3 separate regions of the Zea mays genome follow, and all the other regions are linked to region 3. A link is a contact called in public Hi-C data. All regions are on one chromosome and are shown on one strand. The core of a region is the stretch at or near the end of the contact, and the rest is flanking DNA. Distances in the headings are between cores, read along the strand shown. Region 1 holds the start of LOC100272921. Region 2 holds the start of LOC103640625 (Protein DYAD). Region 3 holds the start of LOC118476080.

Region 1 (3,787 bases), core at 156-2,655, 210 kb after region 3:
GGGGTATGCTCTTAATTAGCTTCAAAAGTGGCTTTCATAACACTAAGGCGATTGTATCATTCCATGTTGATAATTAAGGGAAATTCAATTTGTATACATATGAACATACGAATTGAATATGAAAAACTTGACCTCTCAGTGAACACGAATTACGAATTTTCTCATATAATAACCCCTTTTCTTGAAAATAGTGTATATAAATTAAAGTAAAGTTCAATAATACTACCCATGCACATGCATGTATATACACTGCTACAGTTGCCTTTGGTTTCTGTATAGTGGACGCTGTTCACCACTAGTTTCAGTTAATTAAAATCAAGGGATTCAAGAGAGCGCAACTGGAGGATATAATGCAGGAATTTTGTTGTACACCCAAAGAAATATCATACACAGAAGTACATTACAGAGCAACCAAAACAAAATCTAGAGAACTTCCAGAAGTACATATTTAAATCGAATTACATATCTAGCTAGCAAACTGATCGGTCCATGTACCTGGCCCTCAAACAGCAGAAAACATCCTTTCCAAAGGAACAAGAAATTTGAAGAACAGAAAAAGGATGGGAGCTTCAAAAGAGAAAATTCGGAACTAGATTTGAAGAAATTGAATCGAAGAAAGCAGACGACATGCTAGGCAGATCTCGTGAAGAAAAAGCCGATTTACTGCCTCTTTAATTTTCGGTTAACTGAGAGAAGGGGCCGGGGCGACCCCCAAGCCTAAACCAATTTGGAAGAGCGCAGGTAGAAAACAAATCGTGGGAAAGAAAACAGGCCAATATAACTGCGTGGCGATGAGGGTGCATGGGTACGGAGGCGCGCGGCAGTCAATTCATCACTGCGCATAAATCTCGAAAGCAGATTTAGGGAGGCAGAGAAAAAGGGAAAGTAGCAGCTAGCTAGGTACCAGTACCACTACCACCAGCCAGCCAGGCAGAGAGTTCATCGATCCTGATCTTAGCTTACCGCGAGAACTGTGTTGCAGAAGTTGCAGTGCACATAGCACACATGGTCCGCCGGCGCGATTTGGGCCGACGACATTCCTTCTGACCGATCGGTCGTCGTCTCCGCCCCCTGCCGCGCGCCGCCGCCTCCGGCCGCACGAACAACAGCAGTGCTCTCGATCGATCTCAGCTCCCGGCAACCAGCAGCAAGAAGAAGGAGAAGAAGAGCGAGGAGGAAAACCGTACCAACAGCTACAGCTCAGTTCTCAGCTAGAAAGGCAGCAACAAGCTAGGTTTGCACATCCATCCTACTGATATATATGTGGAGAGAGAGAGCGCTAGAGTGAGAACTGAGAGACGGTGGAAGGAGAGATTGAGCTATCCCACTTTCCTCTTTTCTTTTCGCGTAGAGAGAGAGAGAGAGAGAGAGAGAGAGAGAGAGTGCAGCAGTGCCTTTATTTGCTGTGGTGGCCTTATGTGTGTGGAACTGTGGAAGCAGCAATGTGCTGGAGAGAGGGGAAATGCCCCATGATTGCTACAATGAGTGGGTGGGAGATACCCTCCTACCATGCATGCCTATCTATCCATCCATCTCACAAGCATAATCTTGAAATAAATGCACATATAACCCTACCGTTTCTTCCTTTGAAAAAATCAATTTTTTAGGCCAACTGAATCTATGGAACAAATAATATTCAGAGTATGCAATATATAGATATTAGTATATACTATTAGACTGACTATACGCAATGCACTTGGAAATAAAAAAAGTGGCGATTACTATTTTTTTTCTATATATATACATCTCCATTATTCGAACTTAAAACGTTTGAATTAATTAATCCTGAGGATATGCTGTGCTCGAAGACGAATGTTGTAATCCAATAGAAACCATGCATGTGTATGTACCCCCTGCTGCTCTCATGCATGCATCATAAATTGTCCACCCACAAAAAGATCTGCACGCGTTCAGTCGTCGCGGATGAATTCTTCACGTATGCACAGCCACTAAATTCCCACTGCTACAGTCAGCAGCACTGCTGCGCCGGCCGGCCGGGCCCAAACTCTATTTTTCCCAAAGAAAATAAACTAATTTTTCTTGGGAAAATGTAAATCTCTCAGAAAAATGGAGTTTCCAAACTAGCTCTTAGTATTAATTAATTAAAGTCAGGATATAACTGAAGATTGGGTTTGATACGCGCAGATGTCAAATGAATAATGGCGAGGGCGAGATGCAAATTGGTATATGGCCCATGTCTGATGTATTAATTAATATGTGACATTGGCTTGTTGGATATTTCCTTATTATGAAAGCCGGACAGAAACGCGCTCAATCAGGGCATCCACGTCGTCTCATTTCATCTTCATCGTTGGATCATAGATGAGCGACCCACGGTGAACTCCCTTCGTCTGCAAAACCACGTCCTCTACGCGCTCGCTAAGTCGCTCCTAGAAACTTCACAATGCGTCGCGTCCCGTCCATTCCTTTTGCCCCAAAATCCAGCTTGCCCAAGAGCCTCCGGTTCCTCACACCTCTGTCGATCCCTTGATCCCTCCTCTCACACTCCTCTGGCGCTCCCTCCAGGCTGCAGGACCACCTCCAATGGCGCTAGCACTGTCGCTAGCCGCGAACCCGGAACTAGGGAGAAGCCTCCGCAACAAGGAGCCCCCCACCCGGCCACCCCTCGCCCGCCCGCCTCAAACGCCGTCTCGCTAACCAGGTACTTCATCCCTTCACACCCTACAAGAAGGCAACCTTCCGACTCCGCGACGATGTGACGCACCTTCCATTCGTTCGCTAGGGCAGCACGCAGCTTGCAGGCCGCTCGACGTCAAGCTCACTGTCTTCTTCCTGGCTTGCACCACCAAGCCAGCCTCCAAGACCACCGCCAATACCACCGCTACCTCGGACCCGCTCAAGGCCTCGATACTCATTCGGTTTGCCTCCTTCCCTCTTTAGTGTTGGTGTTCCCGCAGCAGGAGCAGGTGATGTTGCTCCCCGAGATGGCGAGCCTGAACCTCACAGAGGCATCATGGAGGACTTCGCCATATTTGCACCGTTGGATTGAGGTGAGAGGAATTGAAGATTGAGGAGAATAGCAAGAGCAAGATTTGAGCATTTTATAATTTCAGCATTCGTCGCGTTATATTTGGAAGTTGAAATTAAAGCATACAAAAATTATTATTTTGTGCTAAATCATTGATGAGTGAACGTTCGCACACTGCAGTTTCATGAAGGAAGACAATCTCTTAGCCGCGAGGAGAAGCTTACAGAGGCAACATCTCAGCACATGTCGTTGGGTAGCAGCCGAACGAATGTGTGATGGAAGCAGGTACTACTCACCAGTATATAATATATTTTAGGGGGTGTTTGGTTTAAAGGGACTAATGTTTAGTCCCTACATTTTATTCCATTTTAGTTCCAAAATTGCCAAATATAGAAACTAAAACTTTATTTTAGTTTCTATATTTAGCAATTTATATACTAAAAAGGAATAAAATGAAGGGACTAAACATTAGTCCCTAGAAACCAAACACCCCCTTAATCTCTATACAGAGTAATTTCGGTAATGGAACTGAGTGTTTGGCTACATGTCAAATTAGCAGCAAATAGTGTTAGTTCTATATCGGTGAGAACAACCTCAAATCAAATGCTTGATTATTAGTTAAATTATAAAAAGTCAAACTATGTAATGATTGTCTTCTTGGCCCCTCGAATTTCAACGAATGAAAGGTACTAAAAATGGATTTTGAGTACCAGTTCTAGAACTGTACTGATAGTAAAGTAGGACAATTAGTACCGGTGCTTGGGTATAATTGGTACTAAAAGTCCAAGGAATTTTTAT
Region 2 (3,640 bases), core at 938-3,437, 200 kb before region 3:
TACCATTTTTTATGCACAGTACAAATGTAGCTAACCAAATGAAATCAAACACCAATATCCAGCGAGAACTAGATATGTGCACAACATTACAATTTACAGGTGCAGAGCATAGTCACAGCTATGTGTGAGAGTGTCACACATGGATACCCTATTTTTCAGTTCTGCGCTAGAAGTTTAATGAAAATATGAACAGCGAAAGACAGGAATGAGATTCATATCAACAAGGTATGATGTATGATCACCTTCCATGAGATGTAGGCTTCCTTGCTCATTTGCACCAGATTGGAGTCGAGCTGCTCCATTTGCCTTAAGTTCGTAGAAATCACAAGTCAACTTCAGCAAAGAAACAAGTATTGGCACTTGATGCATTCAAGAATCTAATCAGAGTATCATCGAAACTCATGACAATTGCAAGGAGGAGTTGCAATCCATAAGGCTACAACAAGGGACGTAGAAGACGGGAAAGGAGACCTCTTTACGACGGCAAGCTCCCCGGCGAGCACCTCCACCTGCTTCTGCACCTCGAGCGTGCGGGCCTCCGGCGACACGGGGTCTCCGGGCTTCCACCCGGGCGGCGGCACCCAGTACGTGTCCTCGACGCCGGCCTCCCGCCGCGCGGCCGCCAGCCCGGCCGGCTCGATCCAGTACTCCATGCCTCCGGCCGGGTTATACCGGCGGCGGACGCGGTCAGCGGTGCCGGCGGGGACCTTGTCGGCGACGTGGCGGAGGAGGTTGTCGAGCAGGCCGGTGTCGCTGATGAAGCGGCGCGCCTGCGCCCGCAGGACGGCCCGCGGCGTGGGATTGCCGGCGGTGGCGCCGCGCTCGCGCAGGATGTTGGCCAGCGCCGCCTCGCCCGCCGCGTACCGCCACGCCGCCCACCGGTCGACCTTGCCGTTGCCGCGTGGCGAGCCGGAGTCGGGAGTGGCGGTGGCGGTGGCGGCGCCGGCGGGCTTGCTCTCCGCCGCCGCCGCCGCCTCATGCTTCAGTGGGGTCCTCTTGGCGCGCTTGGCGCCCTCCTCCGCCGCCTCACCTGACGTCTCCTGCTCCTCCTTGACGGCCCACGGGGCCTTCTTGGCGCGGCGGCGGCGGTGCAGGCAGCTCTCGTGGTCTTGACCCACCTCCTCCTCCAGCTCGTTCTTGCCCACGGCCAACAGGCACTTGCTGTTCTTGCTGGTGCTCTCCTCGTCCTCGTCCACGCACCGAGCCGCCGCCCGCCCGTGCGTGTGCATCCCCGTAACCTGCCCACAAGCCGCGGGAGAAACCGGGCGGTGCCGTCTGGGGTACTCGGCGCGCCTGGTGACGCCCCAGCCCACGCAGGTGCGGTGCAGGGCGGAGAGCAGGCAGGTCCCGGGCGACGAAGGCGAGCGCCGCGGGGATGGAGGAGGCGACGGGGACTGCTGGTGCCGCTTCCGGGCGAGGAGGCACGGGCTGGTCGGCGCCGGCGAGGGCGATCGCCGCGCGGCCTGGGCCGTGTGCTGCTGCTGCTGCTGCTGGGAGAAGTCGTAGAGGCGGGGCGGGGCGGCCCAGAAGGCGTCGGTGTCGCCGGCGGCCGCGTCCCCGCCCAGGTCCCGCACGGCGGCGCGGCGGCGCAGGAAGCGCGACGCGGGGATGGTGCCCCCGCAGGCGCTCATGGGCGGCCGAGCGCAGACGCGGAAAGTGGAAGGGTGCGAGGAACGAATGTGAGGGGAGGGAGCGAGAGAAAAGGACGAAGCTTTTTCCGAGCGAGTGGCGGCAGCAGCATAGCAGAGCGGCAGAGCCTCGACCCTCGAGGAGAAGCAGAAGGAAGGAAGCGGAGGATTTCAAAAAAAAAAAGGGAAGCAGAGCAGCTGCAGGGCGGGCGCAGCCGCGCAGGCCGCAGGGGGAGCTGCTTTTGCCGTTTCGCCCGTTTGTCGCGTTGCGGGGGGTGATGAGCGGCCTCGTGGTACCTAGAGGGAACTCAGGGAAAGAGTGGGAAGGATCTGCGGGGCCCGCCCGGAGAAGACTTCCTGCCTCGGGCCTTGCGCTAATCTCCTGTCTCAGAATCATGCGACAGACGACACTTGGCGTGGTGGCCCGCAACCACCTGGTCCTCTAGTCTACCTCATCCTATTCCCGTCTCGTTTTGTTTTCTCAGCCATGTGATTTTTTGAATTGCCATCTCAGCCTTTCGCCGCTCCGTCCGTTCTTCAACTGGTTGGACGGTCGGTCCTGGCTCAGGAGTCAGGAACTCAGCAGGATGTGCTAGACCGACCGGGACAGCCGGCAAGTGCAGGGTGCAATACAAATACAATGCACACGAGAGAAGAAAAAAAGAATCAAGAAACCGTCCTCTGTCAACCGCAGAACGGTGATGGTTGTCTTCAGAATTCAAACAGCAGGAGCTCACACCAACAGGCGGTGTCACGGCAAGGTAAGAACGGTCCCAACTTTGAACGACAGTACGACCAGGCAAAAAGCACACACCGAGTTCAAGCATAAGTGTTCCTTTTCCAGACCACCAGAAGAAGTCTGGCCTCATAGTTTAGTTACCATCCAACCCAACCAAGCGTGTAACGACACGTCGTCCTTGTACGACAAAGGCCAGGGCAGGCTCCAAATTCTCAAAAGAACAAGCCTGCGCTGCGCTGCGCATACCGAGGAGGGCCGGGCTCTCAAGCTCAGAGGCGCTCACACGGTTGTGTGCGCAACGTACCCGCCGCCGTCCGTGTAGGTGAGGCGGCGCAGCGAGGCGGAGTGCAGGGCAGGGACGAGGGCCGCGTCAGGAACGGCACCCACCAAGGGCGTCGTGGGCGCAGAGCAGCTGGAGGGGGTGGATCCTTCAGGCTGGACATCCGTGGTGGTGGTGCCCATGGAGTCGAGAGCCACGTTCAAGCCCATCGACGACGGCTCCGTGGCGATCCTGCGAGAGAACCCACGACAAAAGCTCAGCGCAGAACTAGAGTCAGTGTCCGGCGGGGGAGTGGTTGCGCGTACGTACGTCAGATCAAAGCTGGTCGCGTCCAAGCTCATGGCGGCGCACAGCCCAGAGACCACCCATGGCGGCAGAACCGCGTCCTTTACTTCCATGCTGTAGCATACGTTGCCTGCCGTCGACGCAAATGCGGATCCCTGTTCTGTGTCGAACCCGCCGGATGACATGTCTGCTCTCCTCATCTCCCTACACTTCACCTGAGAGATGCATAGTAGGTTCAGAGGATCAGATTTTTTTTATATTAAACCAAAAAAAACCAAACTTTGCAATTACGCAATTCAGTCTAAAGGATGGTGCGCAGTTCAATGTAACCTCCTTTCCACTGCACTAATACAGAAACAAAACATTTTAAGCATGGTGATGGTGTAGCAGCTTCAGATCTAATTATTATGCATTAGCAAAATCAGGGCTTCCACATGCACCAGTTTGCATTTCTAACATGTCGCACTAACATGGTCCCCTTTCTTCCTAAATAAAAGAGTCCAAGTCACCAAGTTTCCTAGTAACAAAAAAAAGGCAGAGACAGACAAAAGAGATAAAACTATATAGAATTGACAGAAGAAGAAAAAAATACCTCTGGGATGTGTAGACAGCCATTTTGAAATGGCTGGGGTGAATACAAGACTGGGACATCCACAGCAGATAATGAATTCAGCAAGGACCTGAAGAATCACAGGATGAGCTTATACA
Region 3 (3,797 bases), core at 536-3,035:
CATGCATGCATGTCACGACTACCTCGATCGGAGCCGGAGTCGCCATCGCCACGCTCTTTTTTCCCTTCTCGTTTGTCTCGCAGCATGCCAGGAGTAGGAGGTAGCCAAGATAGATCGCCAGCCGGACGGTCGTTCGTTCCATCGATCTATCTATACCCGTATATCGTCGTTGAAGCTGTGCGGCTGTGGTCCGGTGGAAGCCAGCTGCCTAGCGGAAGGTCGGCGGCGGCCCGCCTCGCTGATCGCGATGGAGCGGCGGAGCAGCAGCGGCGCGGGGAGCTGCCTGGGGCTGCTGGCGGTCGCCGTGGTGTCGACGAGCGTCATCCTCGTCTCCTACCGCCTCCACCGCCGCCTGGAGGCGGACCTCAGGGTCATGATACTCGGCGAAGGCGACGGAGCCGCGGACCAGGGCCGGCGCCGCACGAAGAAGAACAAGAAGGTGCGCTTCGCGGCCGACGTGGCGGAGCCGTCGTCCAGCCGAGAGGAGTACCGGCGGCGGCGGGCGTCGACGGCGGCGGCGGTCACCCGAGCAAGATAGCACGCCGCCGCCGCGCGTCAGCCTGACTTGTGGTGCATGGCTGTGTAGCTTGCGTGACGTGGCGGCATGCACGTTCAGCTGCCGTACGTAAGCCGTTGCGGTTTCCGTGGGCTGTGTGTGCTTGTTCAGTGCGAATCGACGCGTGTGCTTGCATGCCGTATGAGACAAACAAACGGAAACAAACAAACTCGATCTTTCCAGGCTCCGATCCATGAGTTTCATAACCAAACACCATCCATGTGCATGTACTGGGAACCTGACGGTAAAGATACAACTTGGCTCATCTAAGAAGAAAACCAAACATGCCCTATATATCTGCAGTTAGTTGTGAGAGATTATTACAACGATGGATACCATCACATCTTTCCGACAATGCATGTTGCGAAGAAGAAGCTTCCCTCTAGAACACACTTCGTCTCACCGCCACAACCACACATGTGGTTCTGATTGGGCGCGCATTCCGCTTTTAGGTAGGTTCCGAAGCCAGTTAAGACGGAACAACTCCATCCCAGGGAGCGGCTCCTTTGGAAAGCGGTTCATATTTCTGCGAAAAAGACCTTACGTCATCGTGGACCGTTCGAGTTCCAGACACGGACCATTCTAAATCACACAGAGAAGGAAGCGCTCTTACAGCGAGGTCACAGACCGTCCGACGCCGAACCACGGACCATCCGCAGGAGTCCCGTAGAAAGCACCGCTAGATGGTTCATTTTAGTGTTTGGTACCAAATCGACATTAACACCGTGCTTCGTCGTCACGTCGTAGTTCATGGAGGCTAGATGGGAGATGTTCTGCACGTCGCAGAAGAAAAAAAAAGGAAAGGGAAATTCAGCCGTAAAGTGCGGGCAGAGGCTGATCGACCAGTACAACTAAGACTTTGTTTGGATACTCTAGTATTCATCTAAATTCGCATGTATTAAAATAGATTGGAGTGTAAATCAAACTAATTTATACCCTAATCCGCTGAACACTAGAGTACCTCAAAGCTTAATTGGGATCGGTTTAATTTCAACATCAGCTGCATAGTATTGCCAAGAAAAGAGGAACTAAAAAGAAGAGAGAGGGATAGGAAAAAAAAGAACAGATAGATAGATAGCTGGACCCACGTGCCAGCCTCCCCACCACCAGAAACGGGTCGCGCCTGCCGTGGAGCGGCCTGACGGGTTCCCCGGATGACGCGAGCCCCAGCCCTCGTGTCTGTATATATATATGATGTGGGAGGCCCCACCCGTCAGCCGGACGAAAGCTCCCTAATATATACGGCGGCGCCCCGCGCATGCCACAACCGCCTCTCTCGTCCTCCCCTCCCCCGTGCGAATGCGTCTCCTCCCTCGGCCGGCCGCTCGTCCGCTCGCTCTCCCCCGCACGAATCTCCAGGTGATGGCGGCGCGCCGCTGCCACTGACGTCGCCAGCGGTGGCGGCGGCGAGCGCGCGATCGCGGGCGATGGCCGCCGAGGCCAGCATGGAGCGCGCGCGCGACGGCCGGCGCCACGAGCACCAGCAGAAGCAGCAGCGGCGCAGCCACCGGCGGTCGGCTTCGGCGTCCGTGACCTCGTCCACGAGGCAGTGGGCATCAGGGTCGGCGTCTGCGTCGGCGTCAGCGTCTCCGTCCCAGGCGGCGGCGGCGGCGGCGCAGGAGTCGGAGCGGCGGCTGCGGCGGTCCCCGCCCGTGGAGGCGCGGCGGGAGCGCGAGCGGCGTCGGGCGCGCGAGCAGCCGCGGTGCGGGGAGGTGGCGGGCGGGACGGCGGCGGAGTGCGCCGCGGTGTGCTGCTGCTTCCCCTGCGCGGTGGTGGAGCTGGTGGTGCTGGCGGCCGTGCGCGTGCCCGCCGCGCTGTGCCGCCGCGCGCTGCGCGCCCGCGCGCGCCGCAGGCGCGCGGCCAAGAAGAAGAAGGAGGAGGCGGAGCTCCTCGGCGCCTCGGGCGCTGCCGCGTCCGCCTCCCCGACCGCGGCGGCGGCCCGGGACCGCAACGGCGACGCCCTCGACTTCTGCCACTGGCCCGCGCGGGCGGAGGCCGGGCGCGACGAGCTCGCCGAGGCGGAGGCGAAGGTCTGGGCCAGCTTCCAGGGCGCCGGCTTCTGGCGCAGCCCGTCGCAGCGCGAGGAGAGGAGGTGCTAGCTCCTGATCGACCGCCGCCGCCACATCTCTCCGTGCCGGTTTCTTGGACCCGATCCCGATCCGTCGCATGCCGCATACAATCCTCATAGGGAAAAGATGAACGAACTCCAGCGATTGGTTGATCGATCGGCTGCAGATTGCTGCGACGGCGACGACCGGTTTCATTGATTGCTCGCGTTTTTTCCTTTTTCCGAAATATTTTCTTGCATTGGGTGGGAGGAGGGAAGGAACTGTATCTTCTTTCATTGTTGTTCTTGATCGTTCGTGCGTCTTTCAGATACTGTTGTTCTGACGTGCATGTGGTGGACACGGTCGGCCAACCTTGTCTCCTACTATTCATCATGCACTAGGGCTGGCTGTGACGATGTTCTAGCTAAGTAGTAGGAGCAGCTATACCCCTACGTCCCAGCTGGTTTATGTCATGGAGAGACATGGACGATTGACCTGGCCTTGAGAATTCTAATGACAAGTAGACGCATAGGAACTAAAAAACGTGTTCTGATTTCATGCTTTATTTAGGGTTACATGCAGAGATCGATTATTTATTGGTCAAATGAAAAGAAGTCATTTATTAGTTTTTCTTGTCGCACAAAACCTTGATTGAACACCAAACAGGTCCAACGCTTCAAGGCTCTAAAAAAAGAAGCAAGAAGACGCCAAGAAAGAGAGAGAGAAGACGCTAGAATTGGCTCGTGTCGTAACTGTGTTCATCTTGGTTGGGTACTCGTACTTGAGACGAGCAGAGCCGAGCCGATCTTATTCGGTATAAAAAAACTTTGCTCTCGTCATTGGGCCGTGGGGAGCCAAGCCCAAGAATTGCTAAGCCTGCGTACAAGATACTATTCCGTTTGGGATGGAAGTGCATCAGGCCCAAAACACAGTAGAACCGGAGAAGTACTATGAGATCCATTCCAGCCCGATCCAGGCACCGGTTGAGGTAGCTACACTAACGAAGAAGCTTTGGAACACTCGAGTCTTGGGTTTTCTAGCGTCTTCTTCTTCTTCGTCGTCTTCTTCTTCTTCTTCTTGTCATGGGCTTCTTCTTGTGACCGATTGGATGGGAGGGAGTGCATGCATCGGTCACTTGCCTTTTGTCATGATATAGTAGTACTATTGTGATTTGAGTCGCCACTACCGGAATC

Evidence for each region. Hi-C and Micro-C count contacts between places; a contact is called where the count stands out from the background.
Region 1: a Hi-C map of leaf shows a contact between it and region 3, with 2.5 times the contacts expected there. The contact joins the promoter of LOC100272921 here to the promoter of LOC118476080 in region 3. A contact is called at or near these places in 3 of 25 Hi-C or Micro-C datasets (ear, leaf and tassel).
Region 2: a contact with region 3 is called in a Hi-C map of bundle sheath, with 4 times the contacts expected there. The contact joins the promoter of LOC103640625 here to the promoter of LOC118476080 in region 3. A contact is called at or near these places in 4 of 25 Hi-C or Micro-C datasets (bundle sheath, leaf and tassel).

The regions. Positions count from the first base shown.
Region 1 is chr1:179,709,283-179,713,069 of Zm-B73-REFERENCE-NAM-5.0, reverse strand. It overlaps LOC100272921, which reads right to left and starts at 1,405. Exons shown (of 6, transcript NM_001147373.1): 1 at 964-1,405. The coding sequence starts at 1,038.
Region 2 is chr1:180,115,940-180,119,579 of Zm-B73-REFERENCE-NAM-5.0, reverse strand. It overlaps LOC103640625 (Protein DYAD), which reads right to left and starts at 2,187. Exons shown (of 7, transcript XM_008664066.3): 1 at 472-2,187; 2 at 243-306. The coding sequence starts at 1,631. LOC100274059 reads right to left here. Exons shown (of 15, transcript NM_001360529.1): 13 at 3,525-3,612; 14 at 2,957-3,147; 15 at 2,449-2,878. The coding sequence ends at 2,647.
Region 3 is chr1:179,920,316-179,924,112 of Zm-B73-REFERENCE-NAM-5.0, reverse strand. It overlaps LOC118476080, which reads left to right and starts at 1,785. Exons shown (of 1, transcript XM_035964149.1): 1 at 1,785-3,229. The coding sequence starts at 1,984. The coding sequence ends at 2,655. LOC103640624 reads left to right here and starts at 196. Exons shown (of 1, transcript NM_001323568.1): 1 at 196-830. The coding sequence starts at 248. The coding sequence ends at 538.